Regions from separate parts of the Danio rerio genome. Here region 2 is linked to region 1. The links are chromatin contacts, called in public Micro-C maps. All regions are on one chromosome and are shown on one strand. Each heading gives the region's core, a stretch centred on a gene start, on an enhancer-like site or on the middle of the called end of the contact. The rest is flanking DNA. Distances are from core to core; before and after follow the strand shown.

What was found. A called contact is a pair of places that touch in the nucleus more often than the background predicts.
Region 2: a Micro-C map of caudal fin shows a contact between it and region 1, with 8 times the contacts expected there. The contact joins the promoter of niban1b here to the enhancer-like site in region 1. A contact is called at or near these places in 3 of 18 Hi-C or Micro-C datasets (caudal fin, hematopoietic stem cells and an unstated tissue) and 1 of 4 datasets of contacts at active chromatin or transcription factors (caudal fin).

What each region holds. Positions count from the first base shown.
Region 1 is chr2:26,633,818-26,640,937 of GRCz12tu, forward strand. It overlaps niban1b (niban apoptosis regulator 1b), which reads right to left. Exons shown (of 14, transcript XM_684820.9): 7 at 4,325-4,429; 8 at 2,448-2,610. Among named protein-coding and RNA genes, the nearest start is that of niban1b, 41 kb to the right of the region's middle. Within about 2 kb of position 4,329, at least 16 of the 62 cell types and tissues checked have an H3K27ac peak or open chromatin away from gene starts, as enhancers often do. A contact at or near this core is called in caudal fin, where this site is marked.
Region 2 is chr2:26,675,879-26,682,998 of GRCz12tu, forward strand. niban1b (niban apoptosis regulator 1b) reads right to left here and starts at 2,928. Exons shown (of 14, transcript XM_684820.9): 1 at 2,763-2,928. The coding sequence starts at 2,817. It overlaps rnf2 (ring finger protein 2), which reads left to right and starts at 5,208. Exons shown (of 7, transcript NM_131213.2): 1 at 5,208-5,252; 2 at 6,064-6,170. The coding sequence starts at 6,078.

The DNA of each region.
Region 1 (7,120 bases), core at 3,079-5,578:
CATGTGAATTCTCTCATAAAAAACACAATAATATGATGAAATGCATTTAATTCTGTTGAGGTTGAGGTTAGCCTCTTGAGCTAAAGCACAAAATGGTGGAAAATATCAGCTCTGTTATTGTCAACTCTGTAATTTGGGGGGCGGTTTGGACGATTCTAAGGGCCCATACATTTAGGGGGCCCCCAGAGATATTATCAAGGGCCCGCGCCAATCAGTGGCACCCCTGACTACGGCCAATTTAGTTTATTCAGTTCACCTATAGCACTCATGTCTTTGGACTGGGGAGGAACCCAGACCACCTGCGCAAACACAGGGAGAACATGCAAACTCCACACAGAAATGCCAAATGGTCCAGCCAGGACTCCAACCAGCGACCTTCTTGCTGTGATGCGACAGTGCTAAACACTGAGCCACCGTGCGACCCGGCATCGTGCATTATTTTACATTAATAATGGATTCAGTTTACTGTACATTTTCTATATCATTCAAGGGAACAAGTACTCTCAATTAAAGACTGACAAATCAGTGTTGATATAAAGAGGAAAAAAAATGATTCTGTAAAATGAATCAATGTTAATAAAAACGATTCCATCTAACATTTAAAATAGAGGGTAATTACATTTGTGTTATTAGTGCTGAAATTTAATGTGTTAATTAATTATGAAAAGCAACGTTAAATTTGTTTTTGTAATGCATTTAACAGTCACCTCAGTCTTGCATTTAATTCAGTTTATTAGGGATGAACAAGCAAGCCCACAACTTACTACATGGTGGAGCCTGTGGAAAACAGTTCTATGACCTTAATATTTTATCGAATTTTATCATATACGAAATTTTTAACACAAGAAAACACAAATACAAATATGATACCCACTTTATACAAGATTTTAATAAAAATTGAGTTATTATTGTGTTATGCTTTTGACACAACAAATCTCTTTTGGTCAATTTAGCCAATGAATATAGTATGTATAAAGCTGAAACTGAACTGTTGTGTGTTTGATTTCTGATGAATCTGTGTTTTGAACGAATTTGGGGTGCGTTTACCAAACAACCACGTAACTCGCGGCTGAACTATCATAGTACAATGTATCATTTGGGAAAAGAATGATATTGTGACCAGTGTTTCCCAAAAACCGTAGTTTCTCTGTTGCAGATCCATCATTTGAACCACGTTAGTCATAACGTAAAACGCCCATAATGATGCTCTAAACAGGGTGGTAACTTCTTTAGAGAAGAATCCCATCATTTCTTTGTGCAAACTATATTGTTTTACATGCACACGCATTTAAAATAAAATCCAATATTAGATTTGGTAAAAACATGCACTCACTTTCCATATTAATTGAAATATATGTAAAGGGCACATATAGGGCCTGTTTCCTTTATAAATATAATTGAGAACATTACATATTCTATTCTAAAACATAAAATTACAAAAGCTAATGTATTATTATTATTATTATTATTATTATTATTATTATTATTAAGTAGGATATTGTTTATTCATTTATTTATTTATTTTTTGAAAAGTCTACTTTTACAATTTGACACATTCAAACCTCTATAGAAATGTTCTACATTACCAACAGGCCCATGTCATATACAGATACATTTCATAATAAATAACTATAAACTAAAAGCATCAACGTATTCTATTATGTTTTCACAAGCTTTGGAAGCTTTCCGCTTTTAAATAATGGGTCACCTATAGCTTTCATCATGAGCCATGACTGTGTTCAAAATGATATCAATGTTTTCAAAGTGGACTGCGAAGGGGGCGCACTTGTAAACATGAAAATTGATAAAATGGAACTGTAAAAATAGTTTGAAAGCAAATTACATCCAAGAAAGATAACTTTAAAGCTTTTTTTATTATTCCAAGTTAAATGTTAGAATGTTCTAAATGAATTGGGCATAGGGGGATAACGGGGAATAGAACACAGCCAGGAACTATGTTTCTAACAGCTCTAGAGGTGTAATTGCAAGTGTACAAGTTTGCGATGCAGTTTGCGAATGTTCATTGGAACGATGGATTTGGGAAACACCAAATCAAGGAACTATGTTTGTAATGAAGGAACTTGCCATTTTTTCGGAAACGCACCCTGTAAGCATTCAGTCACCAGAACATAAAAAGAGAGCGCTATTTACTTTATTTCTTCATTCCTGAAAACAGGTTTTGATGCTTAATATTTTCACAAATTTCCAGAAATCTCTAACAAATAAAAAGTTTAATAAGAACAGCATTTATCAGAATAAGAACTCTAAATATAAACATCATAACTGTCTTTAAAGTCACTTCTGATCAATTTAATGCACCCTTGCACAAGAAAAGTATTGATTTACAACCCAATCCTTTAAACCACAGACCTAATAAAGACAGAAGGAACTAAAACATTATACACAGAACTTAATTCCTGTATAGATCTACTTTAATATATCCATACCTTGCAGTTTTGTTTCCACAAACGTTTGTGAGTTGATGATTTGGTCCATGTCTGAACGGATGAGCGCCTCCTGCTGTTTGCTGGCATTTATGCACTCTGTTTTCAAGCTCTCTAATCCTTCTCTGAGTTGTTCATGCACGAGCTCATAGGTCGCCTCCACCGTCTAACAGAAAACACAATCACATCCTAAAAATGGGCACAATAAACCCACTCCATCACGGACACAGAGCCGTCTTTGTCTGTATGCCAAGTCAGCTGAGACAGACAGCCGAAGAGAGTTATATCTAATTGTGTAAAATGTGTATTATTTTGGATGATGTGGAGGCCAGAAAAACAATAGTTTTTTTTTTTTTTACCATTTTTTCCAATATTTGTCTCATTAATTTTAGGCCATTAGGCAAATGCCTTAATTAAGTTTGACTGTTTTAAAGAGCGTTTACTCATGTTGAACCTTGTTTTAAACAATTTTTAATGCGCGGAAAAACTGACAGAAAACCAAAGCCAATAGATTTCTTTACCCATATCCAGGGCCAGACGGAATCTGCGGACGTTTTTTGCCATTTCTGCGGAGAACTTTGGTATTATTTTTGGAGTATCCAGTGGAGTATCATAACTAAAACCTTAATATATTAAATAAAAAGTAATAAATTACTGAATAAAAACTGAATAAAATCAGATTTACACATTTACTCAAGTAAATAAACAGAACTAATAACGGGCTAAAAATCTGCAGAAATCTGCGGAAAATCTGTGGAAAATCTGCAGAATTATGCGCGCGCAGATTCCGTGTGGGCCTACCCATATCCCACTCTGCAAATACAAACACACTTTAAAACACACAACCGCACATCCTTATTTATTCTCATTCTTTCTTGCTTTGTCAATATATCGTCGTGTATACTGTTGAATAATCAATTTAAATGATGTAAAAATAGAAAAAAAAAAGCTGCAGTAATTCGTGCCCTCTCATGGTAGTTACACACAGGGCGTACAGCTGAATGGCTGCCGGCGCCAGTTTTTCTACATGCTTCCAAATTATTGGTTGCACTTTAAGTTTGGGAAACTTATATTTAATAAGTCTCAAAAAAATTGTAATAAAAAGTGTGGGAGAAAAAATAGTTTATATGCATGCTAATAATACCTTTGTGAGAGGTGTGTTTGGCTTCGAGCTTTATTTTTATCTTTAAGAAAAGTAACATTTCATTTGTCATTTTAACATTGACTGTGACACCAATCATACAGAGCGTAATTTAATATATGTTAAATGTATTCTTTTGCTGTCTCCCACTGGGTCCTAGTGCCTGCCCAATGAGAAATTTCCAAGAAGAAAATAAGAAAACACTAATATGGGGAATAGAAATCTCAAATCTGACTCTGAGATCCTGTAAGTGAACTCTTCTTCAAAACACATGAACAGAGAAGATTTTCTAGAATAACTATCTTCTTAAATAATCGGCACTATTAAATAAAATGAAATCGAATTTTGGTCACATCGCCCACCCCTGTTTTTACATCAAGTCACATTCAGTATTTACTGCTACAGAAAGATTCATCTTCAGTTTTTGGTGCTATTCATGGTCTGCCCAAACTCATTTGTTAATTCTAATAAATTTCCTCACCACTTTCAATGGATGAACTGGGAGAATAATGACCCTCATTAAACCCACATTTTTAAATGAAGCACTTCACTGTTTGTTTACAGTTTAAAGGAAGTTACTCCCATAATTCATGCAAAGTGTCCTGCAAAGGAAAGCATGCTGTGGGAAAAGGTGGACTGCTCAAAAAAGCAGCAGCCGAGTGTCGTCTGACTGCGACACTGAACACATGCTTTGTAAATGCTCTAAGAATAGAGGCAAGGAGAGGCTGATCTCACTTACCGCAAACCAAACCCTCTTCCTCTCCGGCTTCTTCCCCTTCAGCTTGGGCAAGAGCTCCGTCTGCAGGGACGGCAGAAGATCCTCCAGCACCAGATTGGCCAGCACCTGCAGAAAAACAGTGAGAGAGTCACTGCTGTGGCCAGTAATGGCAGAATTAGAGCCGTGATGATACACGAACTAAGACTCCACAGTGACACATGGAGGAAAAACACACGTCTATAAAAATTACATTTGCTTTTCTTACTTAGAGTTTTTGTCTTGTTTCTTGTTCAAATATCTAATCCTTAAACCAAGAAGCATTCTCTAGATCGGGGTGCCCAAAGTTTGTCTTATGAAGGGCCAGACACTAAACATAATTGAGGGCTGTGGGCCGAAGATAAATAAAGCAAACTGTATTACAAAGTTGCCATGGGTAATTTGCTAGTTTTTTAAATAATATTTAAAAATAAAGAAATCATTACTGTAATCATATTAAGTTAATTATTGCATTGTAAATTTGCACATTTTATAATTAACTTATTACAATGAAAACAAACAATTCCTTTTATAACACAAAGAATGGAATTCAATGCACATTTAAATGAATCTGATCTATTTGCAGCATTTAATTGAAAGATTTAATTCAAGCTTGCTTTTTTGTAGCTCAACAATAAAACAAACAAGCAAAGTTAGAAAACACAATCTCTAATAAACGCTATCTCCTCACCCCTGACCCCCCTTATTTTTACTTTCTTCTCAAATGGGATGATGGGCCAAATCAAAGGTAATCATGGGCCAATTTTGCCCACAGGCCCTAGTTCGGGCATCTTTGTTCTAGATAAATAAAAAGTTGTCCAAAAACCAATTAGGTTTTTAAGTTGTTTTGATTTTTTCTAAATTAAAAATTATTCTTAAAAGAAACAAAATAATCTTGTATTCAGTTAAATTTGTTAAGCCCATAAACAGATTATTTTGCTAATTTAAAGTTGCAAAAATAGCTATTTTTCTGAAAACAGTATAATATTTTTATTTGTCTAGAAAATACCTCTGTCTTGCTTACAATGTTTTAGAAATGTAAAAACAAGGCAAAGCAATATAAAAGCGGTGGAATAATGTGAAGGAGGTGATTCAGTCTGCAATTCAGAGATGTGGTGGTTGAGTCATTGTGAATATAGAGTAATAAAAGGGTTACAGTCACTAAATATGCTTGAAGCATAATTACATAAAAACTGTATGTTGATAGTTTTGTTCTCAAGCTCTTTGTATAATAACTGTTTCATTGTTCATAAGATAAGTAGATAAATACATTCAAAGTTGACATAATGGTAAATAGATAACAGAAAAAACTGAGAAAGTTTTAGTTGAATTTTTTAATGTTTAAGTTTTTAATGAATTTTTAGTAATTCATTCATTCATTCATTTTTCTTCAGCTTAGTTCCTTTATTTTTGAAGGGTTGCCACAGCGGAATGAACTGCCAGCTTGTCCAGCATATGTTATATGTTCTACAATCATACACTACGGCCAATTTAGTTTCCTTAATTCACCTGTCCCACATGTCTTCTCCAAAGAAATGCCAATTAGCCCAGACGGGATCAGCGACCTTTTTGCTATGAGGCAACAATGCTGATTACTGAGCCACCGTGTCGCCTATATCATTCATTCATTTATTCATTTTCTTTTCGGCTTAGTCCCTTTATTAATCCAGGGTTGCCACAGTGGAATAAACCAGCAACTTATCCAGCTGCAACCCAGCTCTGGGAAACATCCATACACACTCATTCACACTCATACACTACAGACAATTTAGCCTACCCAATTCACCTACACAGCATGTCTTTGGACTGTGGGGGAAACCGGAGCACACAAAGGAAACCCACGCAGAAACGCTAGCTGACAGCACTACCTACTGCGCCACTGTGTTGCCCACCTATATTATATTATATTATATTATATTATATTATATTAAAGGCGGCAACACCAAAGCCCCAAAAATAAAAATTTATTAAATTAAAAAAGCTGACACAAAGTGTGTACATTTATATTTTTATATTATATGTAAATTTATATCTTTGGAGCTTTGGCGTTGCCGCCTTTAATGAAAAATTAATTTGCACCTTTTGCGTTTTTTGACTGAGCACCCAGTTAAGAGGGATGTGCGTGCTTTTGTACAGTTGTTCAAAACTGAAAATCTAAACAGAAATTCTAAACCCCAAACTTTTGAATAGTGAAGTTTGATCACAGAGTAATAATAATTTGGCATTGTTTATTGTGTGCTATAGCCTTCTATACCCCTCTGTTTTCAGTTTTCTAACACAACAACACCTTGTTCTCCAAATTAGGGTTGAAAATTGGGCTTAACAATGGTTGGAGGAAGGCAGAGGTGTTTCCTTGAGTGGCTACAGGACATCCTGTGAAAGACCCTCTCAAGAATTCATTGCACCAAGAGCAGGAAGAATTCTGGTATGAGGAACAACATATCGATCATTTTTATGTTTGCAAAAGCTGTTTTTACTTTTAGCTTTTGCTCAGGGTCACAGGTTTGCTCATGCTCTCACATCTGTGATACAAACATACATGATACCTTATAGTGTTTGATAAATTATAAGCACTTCTTCTTTTTGTGCCGTGTCCTTTGGAAGTCCTAATACAGAAACAGAAGAAGCTCTGTGGAAATAGCAGCGTTTGGACGGCATTTTAGCTTTCTCTGCTATAACATTACAGCACCTCTGGCCACGCCCCTTTACTGCGCTGTGTATGTAGCGCCCAAACTTAGTTCACTGTAGACTTTAATGTAAAACTCTGTAAAAGCCAATGTC
Region 2 (7,120 bases), core at 1,678-4,177, 41 kb after region 1:
CTGCTAATAGTTTACCAGATGAACCACACAAATGTGATGTCACAGTGTCAACAATTAGTGTGTCTTTTTACTTTGATCATTAAATATTTTAGGCTATAATTTATTTGCCTAGCTGTGTTAGGTGTGCAGTTGTCACTACTGCATGTGAAATTCAATAAATACTTTTCCCATATAAGTAAAGCAGACTTTTTAAAGTCTAAAGTCTAGCCTTAAGGTTACTTCAAGGAGGCAAAGAAATGACAATAAATATTTAGTTGAGAAGACTGAACAATAAAGAGAAGTGAATGTTGGAATGAATTTCCACTCTGGTTCAATACTTCCTGCTCACTGCTGGCCAGATGAAATAAGGGCAAAACAATCCCCATTATGCAGGAACAGCTGTGCTCCCCATCAGGGGAAGGAAACCCATTCTCTGCAGTATATGCGCTCAGAATGTGTGACATTCCAGTCGAATCACATACGCACTGACTTCACTGCATTCACAAAGGCAGTATATCACTGATTCTGAGAGTGCTGCAAATATGCAATGAAATGCGAAACAGAATCTACAGATTTTTGGAGGAGAAAAAAGGAAATTGTGGTAACACTTCACATTATTCATCTCTTTGTGTTATACACAATAGCTCTGCTTTATAATTTGTGTCTTATTTACTTGTGAGGAGAAAATCAACTTCTATGTGCAATGCAATTATTGCATACTTTTGCTGCTACCAGGGTAACAGGCTTCATGGTATGATTAGGTTATGCATGTTTGCATTTTATACTGTACCGCACATTCAGGATTAATTAGGAGTACACTTTATTTTGGTGATCCCTTTTAGACATTCTGTTTAATATGTAAGTAGTCGAAACTGTCAACTAACTTTAGTTGGAATATTAGATTAGTGCTACTGCAGCTGATTTTACATTTAACCACATATCTTTGTAAGGGGGAAGAAATTGTGATAACACTTTATATACAGGCTGCTAGCCAGCCTGGTGAAAAGGGTGATACTTTTTTTTAAAAAAGTGAACCTTTTTGCAGTTATTCGCCTCATTTTTTTTTAAATTATGAGGTTTAAATACTGCATTTTAGTGACTTTCATTCATTTAGTTGTATTCTTTTCGGCTTGGTTCCTTTACTTATCTAGGGTCGCCACAGTGGAATGAACCGCCAACTTATCCAGCATCTGTTTTACACAGCAGATGCCTTTCCAATTGCAACCCATCACTGGGAAACACCCTTACACTATTGCATTCACACACATACACTACAGCCCATTTTGCTCACCCTATTCACCTATAGCAAATGACTTTGGACTCCTTGGAGCACCCTGGAGGAAAACCCACGCAAACATGGGGAGAACATGCAAACTCCACACAAAAATACTAATTGACCCAGCCGGGGCTCAAACCAGCAACCTTCTATCTGTGAGGTGATCGTGCTAACCACTGCGCCTACGTGACACATTTTACTGCCTTTTAAAGCATTATTTTTTGCTGGATTAGCTTGCTGGACGGTCATCATAATGATGAACCAAAAACATTTCCTAGAGATTTACATCAATTATCATTTACATCATATACCTTATTTATACATCAATTACATCATATATCAATAGTAAAACATAGGAATCTGTTTAAGTTTTAAATAAGAAACTGTAGCCTATTGTCATTTAAATATCATTAATTTGAAAATAATGACCAGCACATTCAACTTTCCGTAGCCAACACAGGATTCTGCTTGGTATTAAAGCCTTTTTCTATGGATTATTTGCACAATTTATGGCGTAGCAGTCAAAATAGGACAAATGAGCTCATCATGTATGACACAAATTCTGGACCTTTGTCAGTGAGGGGTGAGTCTTTGGGTGGGTCCTACATGCACACATTATAAGTTACGTTCCAGTTTATTTTGTGCATCTTAGCTACGTCCTAAACATTTTATGAAATTGTTTCGGGACTGATCTGATGGTATGAATAGGTATAAGGGAGGTCAACAGTGTAGTTTACATCCATTAATACTGCATGTTATTATAAAATGTAATTATACAGTGTTAATCACTGGTTCTCAGCTATAGTCTTTGAGCTCAATTCAGCCTTCACTAAACAATGGGGCAAACAAAGATGCTTGCATTGATTTAACTTAAGAAACAAACTGCATTCTTGGAAAAAACACATAAAAATTAATAACTAAGACATACTTTGAGTTTGTACTGGGTCAAAATGAGTCCATATTTTACCCAATTTGAGTTAAAATAACCCAGCCTTTTGTAGAGTGTTGGGTCAAATCACAAGTATGCTGATGTTCACTTTCACTTTTTGTGAGTGCCAATTTTACCAGCAATCTATGTAATTAATTTTCACAAAACAATGAAGTATGTGAAATGGGTTATTATGACTAATCTGTGGGATAACTGCTGATAGGTGGAGTTAAAGGTGTGGTGGGCGTGTGGTAGATTTGGGTGGGTGTGCATTTTGCATGAAACTTTAACATAAACTAGTGATATTTCCTGCACTACAGCACCTTGGTTGTCGGCCTTTAGTGTTTAACAAAAGTAGGTTATTCTTGAAAATTCAGTTGCAGCAATACTTACAGATAAGGATTATTTAGTGATAAGACGCTTAATTTGAATTTACAACATAAATGCAGTAAATATGAGGAAGAAAATAGTAACGCATAAATGAGAAGTAAAGTCCCTTTCAGTAATGATTATTAATCTCAAAAATATAAATAGCTAAGTCAGCTGCAACTCGTATAGCAGATAGAGAAATCCGTTTACCTCGTATGTAGTTTATTTTGCTCTCGTCCAACAGACTGGATGAGGATGCTCCCATTGTGCCGCGTTTGTCCTGATCTGTCCCGAGTGAATTTTTCCGTTAGTCCGATTGTGATGTGAAGCACAGCGGCTATTTTGACTGGCAGATAATGACGAGCGCTAACAAACTGACTCAAGCATCTCAAACTTCCTCAAACTGCAGCGCCCGCCCGCCTATCCTCTCCGCTCTGTCAACATCCGAACTGCAGTTTTACACAGCGCTGTTTTGGGGTTAGTTTGGTTTGTTTGCGTTTTAATGTGCTCAAAAATGTTGTTAATGCAGGTTTACACTTCTTTAATGAGACTATTTTTAAAAGGTATTTAAAAAAATTTATTTTGACAAAATTGGTTTAATTCTAATAGTTTTGGAATAGACTAGAACTTATATCGTAGTTTATTAGTTTAAATCGTATTCTGCACCTACATGAACTGCTGACAGTAGCCTACAAAATGATAGACAAACGGTGAGGGCGCGTCCTGTTGAACAAAAGATAAACAGTAGGCAAAGAGCAAAATGTGCACCATGCTTCCTATGTGTAACACGCAAGGATTTAAATACAGCCTATAATTTGTGTAACGTTAGAAACCCTGTTGCTTATTTACTTAAAAAAAAAAAAGAAGTTAAGTTTGCCAATTAAAAAATGATGTGTTACCCAAAAGATGTAGGCTATGTTATACAGTAACTCTACTCCCCTCTAGAGGCACGTGTTTGCACTTGGTTTTACTCGCATTGACTTTCCACAGAATCATAAAACATTTATTTTTGCCACATAAAATGCTAGCAAATCATAATATGACAAACAAAAATGTAAATTATAAGAAACTATTTAACTTCCACTTTTAATTTTAATGGGGATAACTCTGACTCCCAAGATTCACTTTCATAGTTTAATTCAAACCTTGAACAAACTTTGTGAGTTATTTCATGTTGTCTCATTGGTATCATTTATCTAATATATTTTATCCTAATTATAACTTTGTATCTCATCATTATAATTATGTCGTCCTTGCTGAAAAAGCATCACAGACAAGGCACACAGCCTCACAGCAGGTCGCTGGTTCGAGTCCCGGTTGCAGTTGGCGTTTCTGTGTGGAGTTTGCATGTTCTCCCCGTGTTGGCATGGGTTTCCTCCGGGTGCTCCTGTTTCCCCCTCAGTCCATCCATACACCTGTGCTGTAGGTGAATTAAATAAACTAAATTGACCGTATGTGTGTGAATGAGAGTGTATGGGTGTTTCCCAGTACTGGGTTGCACCTGGAAGGGCATCCACTGTGTAAAACATATGCTGTATAAGTTGGCGGTTAATTCTACTGTAATCCACTGTAATCCACTGTAATGTCCAAAAGAAAACTAAATAAATTGAAACATCACAGACAGTTTGATGGTTTCCTGTGCAAAAACATAGGCTGCTGCTGCACACCCTCAGTTTTCAACCATTAAAACATTTTTGTCTAAAAAAAGGGGGAATGGTTTCTTAGATGTTTTGGCTGGCACATATAAAATTTATTAGTATTTAGTGGTTTTAACCTGTTACCAATAGAAGGCAAACTAATTTCCAGTCTTTACGAAATTTAGTCATGGTTTTACTATTTGTGGCTTTTGTAGTTAAGCCATGGAACTAGAAATTGCATGGTTCTGGTACATAACCATTAACCATGGTATTTGACATAAAAGCAAGGTTATATAAATGATAATAAACATGCCAAAAATATCATAGAACACTTACTATAATGAAGGTTCATTTTCAAAAGGAATACCCTTAGACACCATTATGATCACATTATTGTATGCTTGATATTAGTGGATATTTGGCAATTCTGCTCTGTGTTATGTGATGTTTATTATTATTATTATTATTATTACAGAATTCTGCATGCAGGGTTTCAGTTTTAATATCTTGCTCTGAGCTGAAATGTTGTACTGGGTTGAACTACAAATACATCCAGCATCCACCAACTCAAACAACTCACCTATTAAAAGCATATCATATCAAAATCATAAGGGACTATCACAGACAGTTTTCTTTAAAACTTTACAATATCCACTCAATATCCAATGCAATTGTCATTGCATTTTCAGCAGATAATTCTGACTTTAATATAGGCATGAATTTTCTTTATTATTTCATGTGGGACAAATTGGCCTCTATGTTTTTTTCCCTCATATAAAAACAATCTCATTTTAGGACTGTGGTCAAGGCTGTGGTTTGTCATTAGTCTCCTTTAATGTATCGGACTGTGGTCTTTCCTAAACGCCTCTAAAAACAGTTTGGATTTAGTCATCAATGAGCCACAAATAAACCATTTTTGACATTAGCAAAGCGAATGATTCCAAGACTGACTCTATTGCTGAAAATACCACATTTCCCAGAGTTCCTTTGGACCGACTAAATCCGCCATATTGAGCTCACCAGAACGCGCTGGCAGGAGAGAGAGTGTTCACAACATTGAGATGTAAGTATGTAAACAGCTGCGTTTTTACTAAAATATATGCTTATTGCTTGTCGACGTTAACGGCTTAATTAGCACGAAATGGTTTAAATGTCACAATCTCGCCGACATTGATCTCCGAGGTGATTAATAGAGCCTGTAAAAACAGCATCTGGATTAGCCGTGAGAGTTAGCCGTTAGCTTTACGTTTTCATGACAGCGCAGGCGATAAACATTACCGCCGTATTTATTTTCTCTTCCGCGTATTTCATTTTGGAGTACTTGATATCTATATGTTGCTGGAAAGCAGGCACAGTACGTCAAAAGACACTTTGTATGTGCAGGCAGATGCTTCGTGCATTCAGTGACACAAAGAGTTATAAGTGCATCCAGGAGCTAATTTTAGCCTGCTAGCTCACTGTCTACTTGGTTAGACAGATAACGTTAAATGATTTATTACATTATGATTAGTATGATAATATAAAAAAACACTCAATGCTGATGACTGAGGTAAACATGCTTAGGGATTTCTGGACAACGTGCCAGTTTTAGTTGTACGTTAACGTTAACCAGCGTCAACAGAGAGGATCATCCCTCAGATGTCAGTTGTCAAAGATAATCACCGTAAAACTCTTTTGTCCTTGTCCTGATTAAGAATATATTTGAAAAATCGTGGTTACAAAGTCTTTAAGTCCTGGATAGAAAAAAAATCATCACAAATACATAAACTTTAATTTGTCGTTTGTCTTGTTTCTGTCTGTACATGTAGCACTTGTGGCAGAATTTGGTATTTTGACCTTCTGTCAATACTCTTCTCTACTGTTATTTTTTACAGAAAAGACGTGGTGTATGAAGATGACACAGACGGTCCAGACAAATGGGGTTCAACCCCTCAGCAAGACCTGGGAGCTCAGTCTATATGAATTACAGAGAACTCCACAGGTAACGTTAAAAAAACTACTATTGTATAAAGTAGACTAACCATAGTCCATACACAGCGACGTTCCGTACAGATGACCTTTTAACACCAATACTTGCGGTTCATAGACAAGGTATATATCTGAGTAATCTTTGCATCTCACTCGTTCATTCACGATCATAACAAAGACTCTCCTACCAAATGTTTCCGAAAAAAATCAGTATGTTTCCTTCGTCCACCTAATGTGCTTGATAATTAACTGTGGGCAAGCTTAAGGTGTGAGTTTCGCTTAGGAGGGGAGACATTTAGGGCAAGAAAAATATGCATTTGAATTGAATTTATGCATTACACAGTATTACAGTGTTAGTTTAATGAATATCATGCTATCACTAATTGTTAAATAAATGATCTTTTGTTGAATAAATGCTTTAAAATTGTCATGCTGTGTAAAAATAAGCATGATCTAAAACTTAAACAGGGCTCGAAATTAACTTTTTTACTTGGTAGCACCGGTGCTCCCAACTTTAAATATTTAGGAGCACCAAAATAAATTTAGGAGCACCAGAAAAAATTTAGGAGCACCCACCAAAAATGATGGAGCACCGCTGCAAATTGCTTTTTAAGGGATTTATTGTATTTTAAAACAACATCAATAGGACTGACAAAAACCAGAAACAACTATCTAACTAATGCTGCGAAGACATTGATATTTGTGTGCAATAATTCCAAAATGATTGTCTAATAATTATAGAATATTAATGATGATGAAAATGACAATAATAGTAAAAATGAATTACATTTCTCATTATGATACTGCCTTGAATGTGCATGAATGTAGGTAATCTGCTATAAAAAGTCTGTTACTCTATGAAAAATAATTGTATAGTTTGCATCAAACAAAAATGAAGCATTGCAGTAAGAAATATTTATTTTGTACTGCTGTTTTATGCATGTCAATTTAATAAATAATATT